Regions from separate parts of the Rattus norvegicus genome. Here regions 1 and 2 are each linked to region 3. Evidence: chromatin contacts called from public Hi-C data. All regions are on one chromosome and are shown on one strand. Each heading gives the region's core, a stretch centred on a gene start, on an enhancer-like site or on the middle of the called end of the contact. The rest is flanking DNA. Distances are from core to core; before and after follow the strand shown. Region 1 holds the start of Ddias (DNA damage-induced apoptosis suppressor). Region 2 holds the start of Rab30 (RAB30, member RAS oncogene family). Region 3 holds the start of Pcf11 (PCF11 cleavage and polyadenylation factor subunit).

Region 1 (2,700 bases), core at 116-2,615, 210 kb before region 3:
TCAGAGTTTGAATTTTGGAGTGGGCAGCGGTGCTTCATCAAGCTGTAACAGCCAAGCAAGGTACCGGCGAGCGATTGGGACCAGAGACCTAGAACCCTTACTCCCCAGCCTCCGCTTACCTTCTGTTGGAAGTAATGAACTGAGTAGCTACTGGGTACAGCAGGGTCGGGTGTGTTAGTTGACAAGTGCGGGCTGCCGAGGGTCTTTAGCCTAGGCCGGATGGTTGTGGCGGCCCCGAGTGATAGAAAAGGCAGGAGCAGGAGAGCCCAGCAGCCCATGGCTCAGGACAGCAGCCACAGTGTGGGCGGCTAAAGAAAGAGAGCCACCCGCAGAAAAGCACTACTAAGCCAGGCCCAGCTCGTAGCTCCGCCCGCTGCAGACCAGCTCCTCCCTCGGGAAACCTAAAACCAGGCGGCCCCTGGTCTCAAAGGCGTTGCCTCCACCCTTGCCACTTGCCATCCTCCTTCTCCCCGCCCACCTCCACTGAGGTCACACTCTACGTCGGCCTTTACTACGCAGGGTTTTTTGCCTCATCCTTATCTATGGCTCCCCAAGCCCTATCGCCTCTCTAGGTTATGTCATATCTCTGCCTTTATTGTCACCATCACACTGTCCCCGCAACCTCAGTCCCACGGTAACAACACCGGGCGGGAGGAGGAGGGAGGAAGAGAGAGTCTATTGTCACCAGGCATGACGGCACACACGTGACCCTCCCTCAACCAAAACAGCAACCTTTCAGTGTTTGCCTCTCTACTTAGATGAGGAAACAAGTAGAGGGACTCGATCCTAGGTCCCTCAAGTAGCAGGAAATGGAGCGAGGGTCACAGAGCGCCCTGTTCCCTTGTAGGCTGTTCGGGCTCTTCCACTCCGCTGCTCCCGCCTAACCAGCCCCATGTTATTCAGTTCTCGGGTCACCCCATCCGCCGCATTGCTCGCACGACCCGTCCTTTCTGTGGCCGCTGAGTCTTTCGTGCAGACCAAACATTCCCTCAACCCGGATAATCCATCCAGGCTCCGCGATGGCGACTCCCTGTTGTAGTCAACAGCGCCCCCTCCTGTCCAGCCCGCGGCGCCAACTTTCACGGCTCCAACGCCCTCGGCGTTCGTCTGAGGGGTGCAGCCACCCCTTCCCACGCCTCGAGCCTTCCCGGCTTCCCCCGCACTTCGTTGAGAGAACTACCGCTCCACCAGTCGAAGAAGAACGTCTCTCAAAACCCACAGCTACCCCTGGCTTGACAAGGAGGGTCGCTTGCCGGGGTTATAAGCGACACGCCCTGCGGAGCATTTTCTGATTGGCTCTCCTTAAAGACCGTCAAGACGACATTTCCGGCGGAAGAGGACGCGGGAGATTCGATTGCGAGCGTTTGGAGAGCGGCTGTCCGGGAGGCCGGAGTTCCTTCATGGTTGCCCGGGCTTGCCTGGGTCCTTTGCTTCAGGTGAGAAGCTGAAGAAAGGAATTCTTGGGGGGCTCTAGGTAGAGAGACTGCTGACGAGGCACTGTAACCTTGAGCTCCATTTGGATTTATTTCAAGACTCTTGGCCGTAAAAGCCGGATACGACGTTAAACGAGAGAGTCAATCCTTTTCACGTTCTTTAGTGAATGTTTACACTTTACGGTTGCTGCAGAGCCCCAGAAAGGAAAAGGCTCGACTTTAAACTGGGACATAAAAATATGTCATCAGACTACTGTGCGGAATATTGCCAGTTGCTGGCAAAGATGCTTTGTTTTGCTTTTTCAGATTACTCTGATTGCCCAGAAAAAGTATTTTACCGAATAATGCACGCAATCCAGAAACTGAAGCTTTTCTATTTTCCTTGATCTCTCGAATCCACATCTAAGATGAAAATTCAAGCCCCACTGAACACTGCCACTACCATAATCTAACCTGTGACTGTTGTATGCTGTGACAGTAGCCTTCAGCTGTTTCCCCTGTTTATCCATTCTCCATAAGACCAGGCAGATAGGTGAAAATTTTTGACCAAGATACTCACCATTTATCTTGTTTTAGATGCTTCTATTTTCCCGATGTTTTAAGTCCAAATTCCTTAAGGTAGGTTAAAAAGCTCTTTGGCCTTGCTTGCCTCTCCAACCTGCACTTACACACCCTCTCGGGGTAGGAGATAAAACCCAGGATATCACACACACTGTTCATGACATACTGAATTATCCCCAACCCCAGGTTATCTTGTATATTCCTCAAAGGCACCATCCTCTCAACCTCCAAAACTTCTTTTTATCCTGACTCATTAGTGATTTCTTAGTTTGCAAAGCCTTTCTGGTTTGGTTTGGTTTGTTTTATGTGTGTGAGTTAAGAGAACAGGATTTTGAACTTCTGATCATCCAGCCTCTATCTTCCAAGTGCTAGATTTATAGTTACGTTCCACCAAGGCTGACTTTGAAAGCATTTTTAAAAGCATCTTAAATTTAAAGCATTTTTTGACCTTTTAAAACTGGATCACAGAGCACTCTGTCATTTTTTTTATTCATTCCTCAGATAAAATTTTAAGTGCCTCCCATTATGCCAAGAAGGGCCAGGTTTTGGATGACTTCAATTACCAATAGAGACTGCTGTCCTAGGGTAAGTACCCCTCTGCCCCCTTTTTGGATAGAATTAAACAGAATAGCAAAATTGAGTATGGAGACCTATATTGATAACCTTAGCACTCTGGAGTCATGAGAATCTCTAGTTTGAAGCCAGC
Region 2 (2,705 bases), core at 27-2,526, 150 kb before region 3:
CTGACAGTCCCAGCAACTGTAAACCCTATGTTTGTGTTGCCCAATCTGTCATTCAGTTTTCCACAGACTGGTGCAGTGGGGAGGGCTGGCAAGGGCTGGGGGCAGCAGAGTCAGGACTAACTAGCACCTGGGTAAAAGACCTTGAGCCTCTGCTCTTTCCATGGCCCCAAGTCATCTTAAGCCTTAAAAGAGCTCATCTGTATGTCCCCAAGGTGCCTGTCAACAAGATCATGCTATATGCATGATGATCCAGGAAAGGGCATCATTGAGTTTCAGTGAGAAACAAAATCAACTTCAGGGTGATTTTTCACTACTTTCTGTATAAAAACCACTACATAATTGTGGCCAGTGATTTTTCAAGAGGCCACCCTGAGAGGGGACGTGTACATTCAGTTCCACTCTTCACTTCCTTCAGCTTAGTCCTACTTAAGAGACTTAGATAAGCAGAGAACCAAGAGAATTCACTCTGTTTTTTGGATGAGAACAGACACAGGCAGGAAACTTGAGGTTTAATCTGCATTGGGACTTTTTAAAAATGAATATTTGGACTCAGTTTAATACACAACTTAATGTGTTTCCACCTTGAGATGATTGTGAACTACTGATCTATTTTTTACCCAAATCTATTTTTGATACTGCACACTGAAAACAAAACCACCTGACCCTCTTGTAAGAGGAAGCAAGAGGAGATGTGGGAAAAGACCTCAGTTCCATTCTCCCTTAGGCAATTTAGAAAACCTTGGGCTATAAAACTCAATGGAGCTTTCAAAGGGTGCCTTAACAACTCGCAGTCTACTGCATGGTGGTAGTGCAGCCTTTAATCCTAGCATTTGGGAGGCAGAGGCTGACAGACCTCTGAGTTTCAAGGTCAGTCTGGTCTCCAGAGTGAGTTCCAGGACAGCCAGGGTTACGCAGAGGAACCCTGTCTCAAAAAAAGGAAAGAAAAGAAAGAAAGAAAGAAGGGAAGAAAGAAAGAAAGAAGAAAAAGGAGCCTATAGCTAGAGGTTGGCACTGAGTCCAGTCACCCACCTAGAAGATGGTCACTATAAAACAGATGAGACAAACAAACCCAACCCTGGATTCCAGATCCCCTTACCTGAGTGAATCGTCGGACTAGGCACGTCTTTCCCACTCCAGCGTTGCCGATTAAAACAATTTTGAACAGGAAATCATAATCTTCCATACTCATTTACACAGCTGCAAGCAAACACAGACAACAGTAAGAGCCCAAGCTTCCCCAGAACTCAGGCTGCACCAGCCCCTGCGCCACAGGAACAAGAGGGCTAACTCATTTGCAGGGCAATTTAAGGCTCCTCTCTGGTGACGTAGCCAGCGAAAGAGGAACATAGGTGTTTGCTGGCAGATGGACTTCATTCTCCCCAGCTATCTCGTGCTACAGAAAGCAAATGATACCCAGTGTCCTTTCACCTGGTAACCTTCGCTCCTCCAAGCAGTCAGGTCACGGGTTTTCAAGTGATAACGTGTGTTTTTCCTTTTGTGTGGAAAGTCAATAGCCAGGCTAAATAACTAAGAGTGCAGACAAGTAGGGAGAGACAAGAGCCTTTCAGAGATTAAGACAGTTAATAGGCTTTGTGTTCCTCTTGGGGAAGAAAATGATAGCCACTGGGAAACCAGGAAAAGGGAGACAATCATAAAAGGCCCTTCGGTCTCATACAAGTTCTGTTCTTGGGGATCCTACTACTGGGCAATCATCTTGCCCTCCTCCCACTACCCCTTTTCTAGCTACCTGCTACCAGCCATGCTGGTGCTAAATGGCCTCTGATGGCACCTGACTTCTAATGGCCATGAGCTATATCCTCTCCTCAACTTGGGATGTCTTCCTACTGAAAGTCCAGTGCAAGCCTCTCATTGTCACTGAATCTTTCACTGGTCTTCAAATCGTGATAACTAGAAACTGACACGTTTCCACCATTCCTCCATCCCAGCACTTTGCTTGCTATGCACATTTACTTGTTCAAATGTCTGCCTTATCCTTAAGGAAAGGGACAATGGCTCTCACCTCTATTTCCTAGCCCTAGAACAGAGTCACACTTAGTAAATGTCTACTCTGTAGACTGAAAGAAGCAATTAAAGGGCATAGTGCTTAGATGTAGACATTTGCTTCTCCAGTTGTGCTAAGAAAAATGCTACCATTATGAAACTTAGAGGATGCTTGTCAAGATTAAAAACAGACAGAACAAAACAAAATGCCTCCCATAGAGCTTGGTGCTCACCAAGCCCCATTCTAATGAGAAAAAAGAATAACCTGACTGGTTCCTTTACCATTTATCTATCACCTAGAAACATCTGCCCCTAAAACCAACACGAGAGAGCTTAAATAACAACTACAAAGTAACAATCTCATCAGTCAGGAGGCTGAGGCAGGAGCAACGTCGACTTTGAAGCCAAACAGCTACATAAGGAAATTGTATCTCAAACAACAGACAGACAAGTTCAAGAATAATTCTAGCTAAGAGCTGAACATTATTGTGTCCTAGGCAGAACAAGCTGGATATACTCTGGAGGGAGAACAACAACCAGTGAGTCCTGGAGAGAAGGGTTCTAGGAAAGTGAGTGAGTGAGGAGACCTAAGCCTCAGTGACAACAGGACTGCAGGTAGAGAAGGCAATGAACTGGACCTGTCATGTAGGGTGATTTGTGTACGTACTTCTACAGTCTTTGAAAGACGGCTGACAACCAAGTAA
Region 3 (2,932 bases), core at 227-2,726:
CTCTGCTCTTGTTTCTCTCACCATCTCGGTCTATCAGACTCTATTCTCCCCTCTCTGAGGTACCTGTGGCCATGTATGGTCTGCTTGCTGGTCACATTCCATTTACCTTCTCTGCTCCGGATTCTTCCAGGTGCCATGGCAGGTCTCCCTCAAATCTACAATAAACGCCTTCCCTTCCGCCATATCATGGAGTGGACTTGTCATCAGTGTGTGTGTGTGTGTGTGTGTGGGTGTGTGGGTGTGAACTGTCCCTCCACAGCGCCTCATAATTCACTAAGGCTGTGACGAAAAAAACGATTTGCTTAGTGTGTCTTGGAAATAGATTATAGAAACCTAAGGTACTTTTTGATATGTCCTAGATGTATTTGAGACAGTCTTTCTGTGTGGCCTTTGCTTTCCTGGAACTCACTTTGTAGACCAGGCTGGCCTCGAAACCAGAGATCACTGTGCTTCTGCCTCTTTAGTGCTGGGAATATAATATATATATTTCTTTTTGAGATAGGGCCTCGTTATGTAGACCTGGTTGGATTGGAACTTGACATTTAGACTTGACTGTCTTTGAACTCCAAGAGATTCACCTTCCTCTGCCTCGTGAGGGCTGAGGTTCAAGGCCTGAGTCATTAAGCATGGCTCAGATATTATATGTATTCTAAGATCACTCGGAAGTGTAGCAGAATGGAGAGGGGAGTACTATTAGGCTCGGGGCTTGCTTTTACTATTGTGAATACCCTTCCAGAAATGTGACTTCTTCAAAAGATCTCCAACTCCTTTGGAAACGCCTTTCTCACATAGCACCTCTTAATAAAAGCATTTTTCCTGGGGACTCAACTCCTGCAAGCCTGTCTAGGTGCTTTTATGAGTATGGCTGTTTGCAGGAGTTACTCCAGTCTGGGTTCCGGGTAGGCCAGGCGTCTCCGCCCCCGCCTTAATGCCTGAGGGACAGCTGGCCCGACGAGCCCCGCCCAGGCTCCCGGGAGCATCTGAGACCCGGCGCCTGGCCTTGACTGGAGGCCTTCGCTGCTCCAGTTCACCCGTACCACGGCCCGCACCCCGGAGGCAGGCGGGAGGAAGACGATTGACCAGGCCGCCCAGTGTTTGGAGGAGTGCAAAGGAGAGAAGGAAGGGGCCTGGTGCAGCTTTCATAAACTGGTTGGGCCGGTCCACCGGAGCAGCCGTCCTCCACTGGCTTCCCTGGATGGGTTGTTATGGTAACAAATGACCGAACAGTCCCTTACGAATTGGCCAATGAGAACCGACCGTCCTTTGCACAGCGTCTCGGAGCAGGAGGTGTTGCGAAAGCCCAGTCTCGGCCGGGAAAGAAGGCGGCGCTTGGACGTATTGCGGAAGGGCCGGGGGCGGGGCCTGTGACACGCGCGGGCCAGCCAATCCCGCCTGGTGTTTCCAACGGCCCCGCCCCTTTACCGCACATTTCCCCTCCCCTAGTTCATTTCGCACGACGCAGCGGTTGGGAACACAGACATTTTCGGAGCTGGAGCCGCCACTGCCGCCGCCATTTTGTGTCTGTGGAGAAAGAAGCCCCGGCGGCGGCTGGAAGTAGACGGAGATTCCCCGTGAGGCTGCGGCGTTTCTTCCCCGAGGTTCCCCCTGGGTCGTCCCCCATCCCCCCTCCGCGGTCAGCATGTGGTGAAGCCGCAGCCGCCGGAGACCCGGGGAGCGAGGCCGAGGCGTCGGAAGGGAGGCGGGGTGTCGAGCGGCTTCAGCTTCGGCGGCGGCGGACCTCGGAGGGGGGCCGCGGCGCAATGTCAGAGCAGACGCCCGCCGAGGCCGGGGCTGCGGGGGCCCGGGAGGACGCCTGTCGGGATTATCAGTCGTCGCTGGAAGACCTGACCTTCAATAGCAAACCGCACATCAATATGCTGACCATTCTAGCCGAGGAGAACCTGCCCTTCGCCAAGGAGATCGTCTCTCTCATCGAGGCCCAAACCGCCAAGGTTTTTATACACCCCGCAGCCTCCTATTCTTCTAATACTCCTTGATTTTAGTGTCAGCCTCATCCCAGGTCTCGCTTCCATCCGAAGGGGGACGGAGTTCCTCCTTTCCAACCCCCCACCCCCGACTCGGGCTTGGTCTTTGGCCCCGGCTGGGAGCGTGGGCCTCTTTCGGGGAGGGAGCGGGGAGGATGCAGGGTGGAGCCCCATTTCCGCTTACCAACTCCCTATTTAGGCCACCTCTGAGTACGTCCCCACGCTCGCACGCATTGGGTTCAACCCTTTTCGGATGGGGGAATACTTAGAGACAGTTTGTGTTTTGGGAGCGAAAGAGTTAAAAACAAACCATCTTAAGCCCTTGGGAAGGTGGGGAGGGGCTTTCCCTCAGTGTCCTTTTTGGGGAATTGTGCTCTGTGGATTGGAAGGAGGTGAAGGGGGACCTGGGAGCGAGCTGTCGGTGGGTTGGGTATAGGGAATTGGCCCCGAGTGGAGCAGCGGCCTGTTAGCTCAACATGGCGCCTGCAAAGCACATGATGCGAAAGGGAAGAGAGGAGAAACCGTTCCCTGCCAGCCAGGCAGCTGCTCGCACCCGTCAACCCCATTTTGGGGTGGGGGCTGTTAGATCAAACTTTTATTCTCCTCTCGGAGGGTCTAATTTTGCCCCAGTGGTAGGGAAATTGGGCCGAGGGTGGGGTTTGGGCGTGTGGGGGGAGATCTTATCCAACCTGTAGGTGGAGAATTGGCCCAGTGGGTAACAAATACTTGGAGTTTCTTTGAAAATTTCAGTCCCTCCTTTCCTATTCTCTTTTTCTCCCTCCCCTGATAGTGAAGGCTTGCTTTTCTTCACCCCTTGACCGAAGTGGTCCTTTGCTACCTTCTGTTTTCCCTCTGGTCTTCCTTTTCTGTGGATTCATGTGGGAGCGATATGTCATTTAAGTAAAGTTACTGTTAAACTTAGTTATATTGAGTCTTAACCGCTTCCC

What was found. A called contact is a pair of places that touch in the nucleus more often than the background predicts.
Region 1: a contact with region 3 is called in a Hi-C map of mammary epithelial cells, with 2.7 times the contacts expected there. The contact joins the promoter of Ddias here to the promoter of Pcf11 in region 3.
Region 2: a contact with region 3 is called in a Hi-C map of hepatocytes, with 1.9 times the contacts expected there. The contact joins the promoter of Rab30 here to the promoter of Pcf11 in region 3. A contact is called at or near these places in 7 of 12 Hi-C or Micro-C datasets (Schwann cells, frontal cortex, hepatocytes and 3 more) and 1 of 1 datasets of contacts at active chromatin or transcription factors (oligodendrocytes).

The regions. Positions count from the first base shown.
Region 1 is chr1:156,341,534-156,344,233 of GRCr8, reverse strand. It overlaps Ddias (DNA damage-induced apoptosis suppressor), which reads left to right and starts at 1,365. Exons shown (of 6, transcript NM_001126294.1): 1 at 1,365-1,436; 2 at 2,496-2,579. It overlaps Prcp (prolylcarboxypeptidase), which reads right to left and starts at 340. Exons shown (of 9, transcript NM_001106281.3): 1 at 120-340. The coding sequence starts at 278.
Region 2 is chr1:156,287,532-156,290,236 of GRCr8, reverse strand. It overlaps Rab30 (RAB30, member RAS oncogene family), which reads right to left and starts at 1,276. Exons shown (of 4, transcript NM_001399389.1): 1 at 1,097-1,276. The coding sequence starts at 1,189.
Region 3 is chr1:156,134,510-156,137,441 of GRCr8, reverse strand. Pcf11 (PCF11 cleavage and polyadenylation factor subunit) reads left to right here and starts at 1,476. Exons shown (of 16, transcript NM_001427432.1): 1 at 1,476-1,952. The coding sequence starts at 1,761. It also overlaps the pseudogene Pank1-ps1.